2 separate regions of the Sus scrofa genome follow, and region 2 is linked to region 1. Evidence: chromatin contacts called from public HiChIP or PLAC-seq data. All regions are on one chromosome and are shown on one strand. The core of a region is the stretch at or near the end of the contact, and the rest is flanking DNA. Distances in the headings are between cores, read along the strand shown.

Region 1 (3,531 bases), core at 216-2,715:
CCCCACAAAAAACAAACAAAAAAAAATCCCACACACAAACACAAAAAACAAAAAACAAACCAAAACACCAGCGCCAGTCACAGAGAGAGATGAGGGTGGACATGGGTCACAGTCATAACTCTGGAGCCACATGGTTCCACAGCCCCACCATCAGGGAGGGGAAAGGGTCTGGGAGGGCTCAGATTTGGGGCAGTTGACAGAGTCTAAGCTTTCGTTGGAGTCACAAGGTCAGAAAATTTCATCATCATCTGTTAGGTTCCAGTTGATCTGGGTTTAAACTCAGCAAAAACCTGCTGAAGAAAGTGCTTCAGGCTAATCTGTACCTTTACTGTGGGAACTGGGGATCTTTGCTATTTATTATTTTTCCTCTTACCTGGTAAATAGTCCTTCACCCCTGCTGCCTTTTGTTTCCTTAAACTCATTAATTACTGAAACCAGTTTAAGGACATTGTGCTCAGGCTTAGATCCCAAAATGGCTTGGGCCAAAAATGGCTTCCCTTATGTCGAGAAAGACAGGCCTCAGGTTGGGGTGCGTCACTGATGTGGTTATCTCACTGTCCCCAGGGGAATCCGGCCCATCAGTTCCACCATTAGGAGGAGGCCTAGCAGCAGGCTCTGCAGGCAGTTTCCCCACGTGGGCAGAAAACCTCCTGGCCCTGCTAGTACCTTCTCTACTGAAGGGTCAGGAGGGGTGGGACCTGGGGTGAGGCAGGGGAGGAGTCAGTGGTCTTGGGGCCTATGTAGCAGGGAGACAATTTCAAGGACACCCTGGGGCAGCAGGGACTTGGCACAGAGGAGCCAGTGATATCCCATGGCTCCCTGCCTTGGGCACGTTCCTGCCTTTCTGGGCAGAGAGTCAAGGCAGCGTGCGGCAGCGGCAAGGCGCCCTTTGGGGTGGGGCAAGCTGAGTTCAGACCCCAATGTGGACTGGGCTGGGCAGGGACAGAACTGCTGGCTGTGGCTGGGCTGCTGACCTTAGGCTCTTGGCTTGGTAGCTTGTGTTTCAGTAGCCTCCTTGTCACCAGTTATGGTGGGAGGCCCCCGTGGGGTAAGTGGTGGCTGGATGCTGGATGTCTAACATGGACACAGGAGTGGGCGGCTCTTTATTAGTCATGTGGACTCGAAGCCCCAGGAAGGAGGATGCCCCAGGCCCCACAGAGCACTTGAGTAGCACTCAGAAGCAGAGTGAACTTGGGCCAGGGGGTAGGGGTGGGTCGGGGGGGTAGGGGTAGGCTTCAGGGTCAAGAGGATGCTGTGGCCCCCAGTTCTATGGGAGATTGTCGCTGATTTGTTTGAATCATTCCATGGGCTGGCAGTGAAGTAACAGCAGGAGCGCTACCAGTCCCTGGAGAAGGAGGGCATTGGCTAGCAGATCTCATGAGGCGAAGTGCTAAAACTGTGGGGCCCTCCCAGTTTTCCCAGCACCTACGACTGGGCCTTAATTTAGGCCTTTTACCACAATCTGCATTAGTCATGTGCCATCTGCAAAATGACTCAGACAGGCCTGGGTTTTGCGCAGCCCAATTGGACTGCTGGCTCTTGGCAGACAGGTCACCTGTGTGTGTGTTTGTGCCAGGTTTGTCCTTAGGGACAGTGGTTCCTAGGATGGTGGCAAGGGTTGGAGGAAAGGGTGTGTCAGGGTCTGGCACACACTGGGCACCCCATCTCTGAGCATTCCCTGTTAGATTTGGGGGCTTGGTTACAGGAGTCACCAGGCCACACTGAGTCCTGTGCAGTGCTGCCCTTCCCTCTAGGGCAGAGGGCCGTCCTCAAGCCGCCTGCCCTGGCCCAAAGGCTGTGCACCCACAGCTGTTGTGCTTCTGACCATACTCGGGCAAGAGTCGGCGGCTTCTATTAATAACCGGCTCAGTGGCCCAGGGCCCAGGGTGGCCAGCAGCTCCTATAAAGCCAGACCCACGAGCCCTGAGAGGCTCCTTCAGCCCCTGAGACCTTTAGCCCCCCTGTTGTACAGAGAGAAAAAGAAAAGTAAGTACTGAAACCATCCCCTTGTCCCTCTGCCTGGCCCCACTTGGTGGCCTAAAAAGTAAGACACAGAACAGTGGCGCAAGACATACCCCATGCAAAGGACGTCTGAAACACAGCCTCCGGGGCATTTAACTGGCCCAGGCGGGAAGAGGGCAGTGAGGAGGAGGATGGGGCTGGGCCTTCCCCTCCTCGATTTCCTTGTCCTAGAGGGGCAGAGCTGGGACCCCTTCCCCGGCCAGGTGACCGCAGAATGCATGTGTGTCTTGCAGCGAAGGCCGAGGTGCTGACTCCCCTTGAGGAGCGCACGGCTTCCTCCCTATCCCATCCAGTCCCCAGAGTCCCCCATCCCACCCCCTGGGGTTTTGTATTTTGAGAGGCCCTGTATGGGAGGACTTATAGGCCCCTCTGGAAATGAGTCCTGTTTGCATGATTGAAAGTTGCCTCGCCCTGACCTGTTGAAAGCTGGAGAAGCTTAAAGGGGACCCGGGAGGTGATGAGGGCGTTTCTTGGGTGCCCCAGGCACTCTCCAGAATGCGCAGGGTGTGTTTGGGGGGGCTCCTGGGCTGCAGTGGAGGGCCTCATTCAACCCCCTCCTCCCCCTGGACACTGGCTAGTCCCCAAGTCTGCCCCAAGGATGCCCCCTCAGGGGCCTGGCACTGAGGGTGCCTGAGGTGGGGGCAGCCTTTGGAGGTGATGGCTCTGGCCCTGTTGGGACGAGGGTGGGGGTGGGGGTGCCGGCAGAGTAACTGCTGATTAAGAGAGCCAGCTGAGTGCTACTTGATGTGAGTGGCAAGTGCTTGGGGTGGGGGGGGGGTCCTGAAATAGAGTGAGAAAAGAGTGGGGGCAGGGAGAAGGCTCTGCAGCCTTGTCCCCACCTCTTGGAGCCTCTGCCTCCATCTTCCTCCTCCCATGGCCATTAGGACATTTGGGGAAGACACTGGGGCAGAGCTCTGGCGGGTGAACATCCAGGGGCCGGGGACTCCCATGGGATGCTTTGCACGGAAGCTTGCCTGTGTCTGTATGTCTGTGGTGGGTTGGGATGGGGTAGGATCTCCCTGGGGGGAATGGAGCTTCAGATTGGCTTCCTAATTGGGGTGGTCTCTGAGGAGCTAGGTTCCAGCAAGGGGCCCACCCCCTCAGCCCCCAGGAATCCTGAGACAAACTTTCTCCCCCACGAGGTGTGCTCCCTGGCACCTGGGGCCCTGTAGGGATCAGAGAAGGGGGACTGCTGGCAGGCCTGGCCAAGTTCCTCAGGGCAGGGGATGACTTGGCTCAGGAGAGTGTCAGCCATGGGATGACCAGCATGTGGGCGTGGGTGTGTCACGTGGGTGTGTCAGGGTGTGTCCTGTCCTGGGCTCTTAGCCTTCTTTGCACAGTGTGTCCCACTCAGGGCACCTCCGAGGAATGTGAGCCAATTCTTTGTCCTTGGTCCAGGGTGTCTCCTCCTTGGCCCTGCTGACGTTCAGCCTGGAGGGTTCTTGGTTGTGGGCCCATCCTGCGCTCTGTGGGGTGTAGAGCAGCATCCCGCCCCCTTGGTGCCAGGAG
Region 2 (3,236 bases), core at 128-2,627, 240 kb after region 1:
ATCTGCAAGCTGCATGGATTTTGTTTTGTTTTGGTTTTTTTTTTTTTTTTCTGTCTTCTTAGGGCCACACCCACGACATATGGAGGGTCCCAGGCTAGGGGTCCAATCAGAGCTGCAGCTGCCAGCCTGCACCACAGCCACAGCAACTCGGGATCCTTAATCCACTGAGCGAGGCCAGGGATCGAACCTGCATCCTCATGGTTACTAGTCAGATTGGTCTCTGCTGAGCCACCACGGGAACTCCTGCGAACTGCATGGAGCAAGGAGAGGCTTTTGTGCACAGCCTGGCAGTTCTGCAGAAATGACCCTGGTCACCTCGACTCTGTGTGGCCACGTTACTGGAAGGGGAAATCTATCGCATCGTGTACAGACGTGGAGAAACAACCTTGATGTCCATTGGCGGGGAGGGCACAGTGGAACTGGTGTGTCCACAGAGAGGGGTCGCGGAGGCAGCCGAGGCCTGATCTCAAACTTGATAAGCTAAGTGCAAGGACCTTGGAGGTTTGAGGTCGCCAGGCTGTTTGGATAGCTGCCCCACCTTGGTGACCTTCAGCTTCATCCTCCTGCTCCTCCCAGAGGGGAGTGTTTTTGTGTCTCTCTGCCTGGCTCACCCCCACTGGGTAGCAGACATCCAACACAGGCTGCGGGGGGCAGATGGCCAGGTCCTTGGGCCACAGGACCCTGGCTGGCTGGAAACTCCTTGGAAAGCTCAGACCTGAGGCATCTGGGCAGGTGCACACAGGGCCTGCTGGGGTCAGCTGTTGGTGAGCGAGCCGGGGAATGCAGCCAGGAACCTGGGTGCTGGGCGGAGGGCAAGCAGAGCCCCTCAGCCTGCAGGCCTGCTCGGGTCCCCTTCTCGGCTCTGCTTCCCTGGGGTTCCTTCCTCTCTCCTCCATGGTCACAGCCTCAGCCCCTGGCTGTGCCCCCACCCCTGGCTATAGGATTCTCTTTTCTGGCAGTGGCACCAGTTTTTGAGTTTGGGGAGGTCACAATCACTCTCACTTCTTGTGACACCCCTGGGCTGTCCTGGTGTTAAACGTCACTTAATCTCAGGACAGTAGGGCATGAGAGAGAGGTGGGGGGGCCATCTCCTGAACCAGGGGTTCATCTGCCCATGACCATGTCCTGACGGTGGGTCACTGGCTCAGGAGGTCCTTGTTGCCTGAGACCCATGGCCCTGACCAAGCTGCTCCCCAAGGCAAGTGCTGTCAGCCATCTGGTTCCAGAACATTCTCTGCTCAGATTTACACTGTACAAAGCTGGACACGCCCCCTCTGTTGCATTTTCCAGTCGACGTTCCTCCTCTCCTGCAGTGTGCTTTGCTGCAGTCTGTGCCTGATGGTGGCCATGGGCTCTGCCAGCCCGGGCAGCCTGCCTGGCAGAGAGGGTGGAGGACAGGAGGTGCCTGGGCAGGGCTCTGTGTGGGCGTGGATGTTTGTGGCTCGCAGGGGCAGGCAGGGCAGAAATAGACACATGGCTGAGACTGTGGGCCCCTCACCCCCATCCGTGTCTTCCCTGGCTGCTCTCACTCCCATGGCCAGTGCTGCAGGGGTCCTGCCACCTGCTGTCAGGGTGTGCCAGAGCCTGACCACTCCTCACCCTCCACTGATGCCCCCCTCACCCACCCAGATGCCCACTTCTGCCCCCAAAGTCCAGAGGCACCTCCTAAGACACAGATCACATGTCACTCCCTGCCTGTCCTCACACTCAGAGTAAAAGCCCACCTCCAGGGCTCCCTTCCCAAGCGCCACTGCACAGGCCTCCTCCCTGTCCTGTGCTCACCAGCTGCATGCACCTGTTTAGGGCCTTTGTACCCACTTGGCCATGTTCTTTTGCTCAGATGTCAACTCTTCAGAGGGGACATCCTTCCTGGCTACCTGGCCACCATAGCTGCCTCCATCACGCCTCCTCTTTGACCCCTCAGGATGTTTCTCTGCCCTTTATCGCTATCTGACACACTGTGTTTTACTTTGTCTGTCTGGTCTTCTCTGGAATGTCAGCTCTAGGAGCCAGGCATTCAGCCTGTTTTGTTTCCTGCTATGTCCCTGGTGCTGAGACCAGGCCTCAGGATCCCTGGCTTGAGGTCTGACCATCTCCCCATTGCTCTAAGGGAGACGCCCAAAGTGTTTGTGGCTCATTCAGGGTGGCCTCCACCTGGGCTCTTGAGTAACAGTGGGGAGCACAGCCCCAGCTGATGCTCAGAAGAAGCACAGTGTTGAGTGAGCTCTGGGTCTGCTCATTAGCACATCTTGGCCGTGCTGACTGCCACAGGAGCTGGCTTCTGGCTCCATCAAAATGAGTGGGGGCAATAAAACAGCCAGTTCCCACATCTCAAGGTCAAACACCTGCAGACCAGGGGGATACATGGAAATATGCTTGGGTGTCAGGTAGTGCTGGGAAAGTGGTAGGCTGCTTTTGGTCAAGGGACCCAGGAAGGCCTCTGTCCTCTCTTAAGCCTGAGTCTGCATCCCCTGGTGCTCCTTGAAGTCAGTGGCACATGGGAAGCAGGGGCAGTAAGAACAGCATGTACCAGTCAGCATAGGCCAGATTATGCTGGGTAACAAATAGCCCCTATAGCCATATGGCCTAAAATAACAGTGGTGTGTTTCTTGCTCAGATTTTGTGTCCACCTTGGGTTGGCTGGTGGCTGTGCTTGCCACTGGCACTCAGGGACCCAGGCTGATGAAGCAGCTCCCACCCCAAACATCTGGTCTCTGTGGCAGAGAGAGAGTTCTGGAGGGCTCAAAGCAGTATTTAAGTCCTCCAACCTGGGAATGACCCACCATTTGTGCTTGCAGGCCAGTGTTCAACAAACAGCCTTACCCGATCCCAGAGAGGCCAGGCAGTGCAGCCTTGCTCTGTGCCCAGAACACACAGGGCTGGAACTGAGTGATGGTGGGTGGGATCTAGGGCTGGCCATTGATGGGCTTTGAGGAGCCCTGGAAGTGGGCTCCAGCTTGTGAGCACCTACGCCTATGGATATACTACAGGGTAGCCTTTGGCTTGGGGGCTTGGACATCCAGGGCAATTGTGCCTTCAGGCACAGTTGGATCCAGGAGCTGGACCAAGGGCAGCAGAGCTTTGTGGGTGTCTCCTTGCTTTTCTCTGTGGGTTGGAAAGGTAGTCTGTCTTCCCACACTGATGTACCAGTAGTATTCATTTGGGTTTTGGGGGTTCAGGACATTCTCATGTGGTTCAGCAGGTTAAAGGATCCAGCATTGCTGCAGCTGTGGTGC

The links. HiChIP or PLAC-seq counts read pairs in DNA pulled down with a chosen protein or histone mark.
Region 2: an H3K27ac HiChIP or PLAC-seq map of skeletal muscle shows a contact between it and region 1, with 3 times the contacts expected there. The contact joins two enhancer-like sites.

What each region holds. Positions count from the first base shown.
Region 1 is chr2:74,778,831-74,782,361 of Sscrofa11.1, forward strand. No RefSeq gene overlaps it. Among named protein-coding and RNA genes, the nearest start is that of NMRK2, 11 kb to the right of the region's middle. Within about 2 kb of position 1,466, at least 22 of the 83 cell types and tissues checked have an H3K27ac peak or open chromatin away from gene starts, as enhancers often do. A contact at or near this core is called in skeletal muscle, where this site is marked.
Region 2 is chr2:75,014,749-75,017,984 of Sscrofa11.1, forward strand. The region is part of intron 5 of PIP5K1C (phosphatidylinositol 4-phosphate 5-kinase type-1 gamma); the gene reads left to right. Among named protein-coding and RNA genes, the nearest start is that of CACTIN, 33 kb to the right of the region's middle. Within about 2 kb of position 1,378, at least 5 of the 83 cell types and tissues checked have an H3K27ac peak or open chromatin away from gene starts, as enhancers often do. A contact at or near this core is called in skeletal muscle, where this site is marked.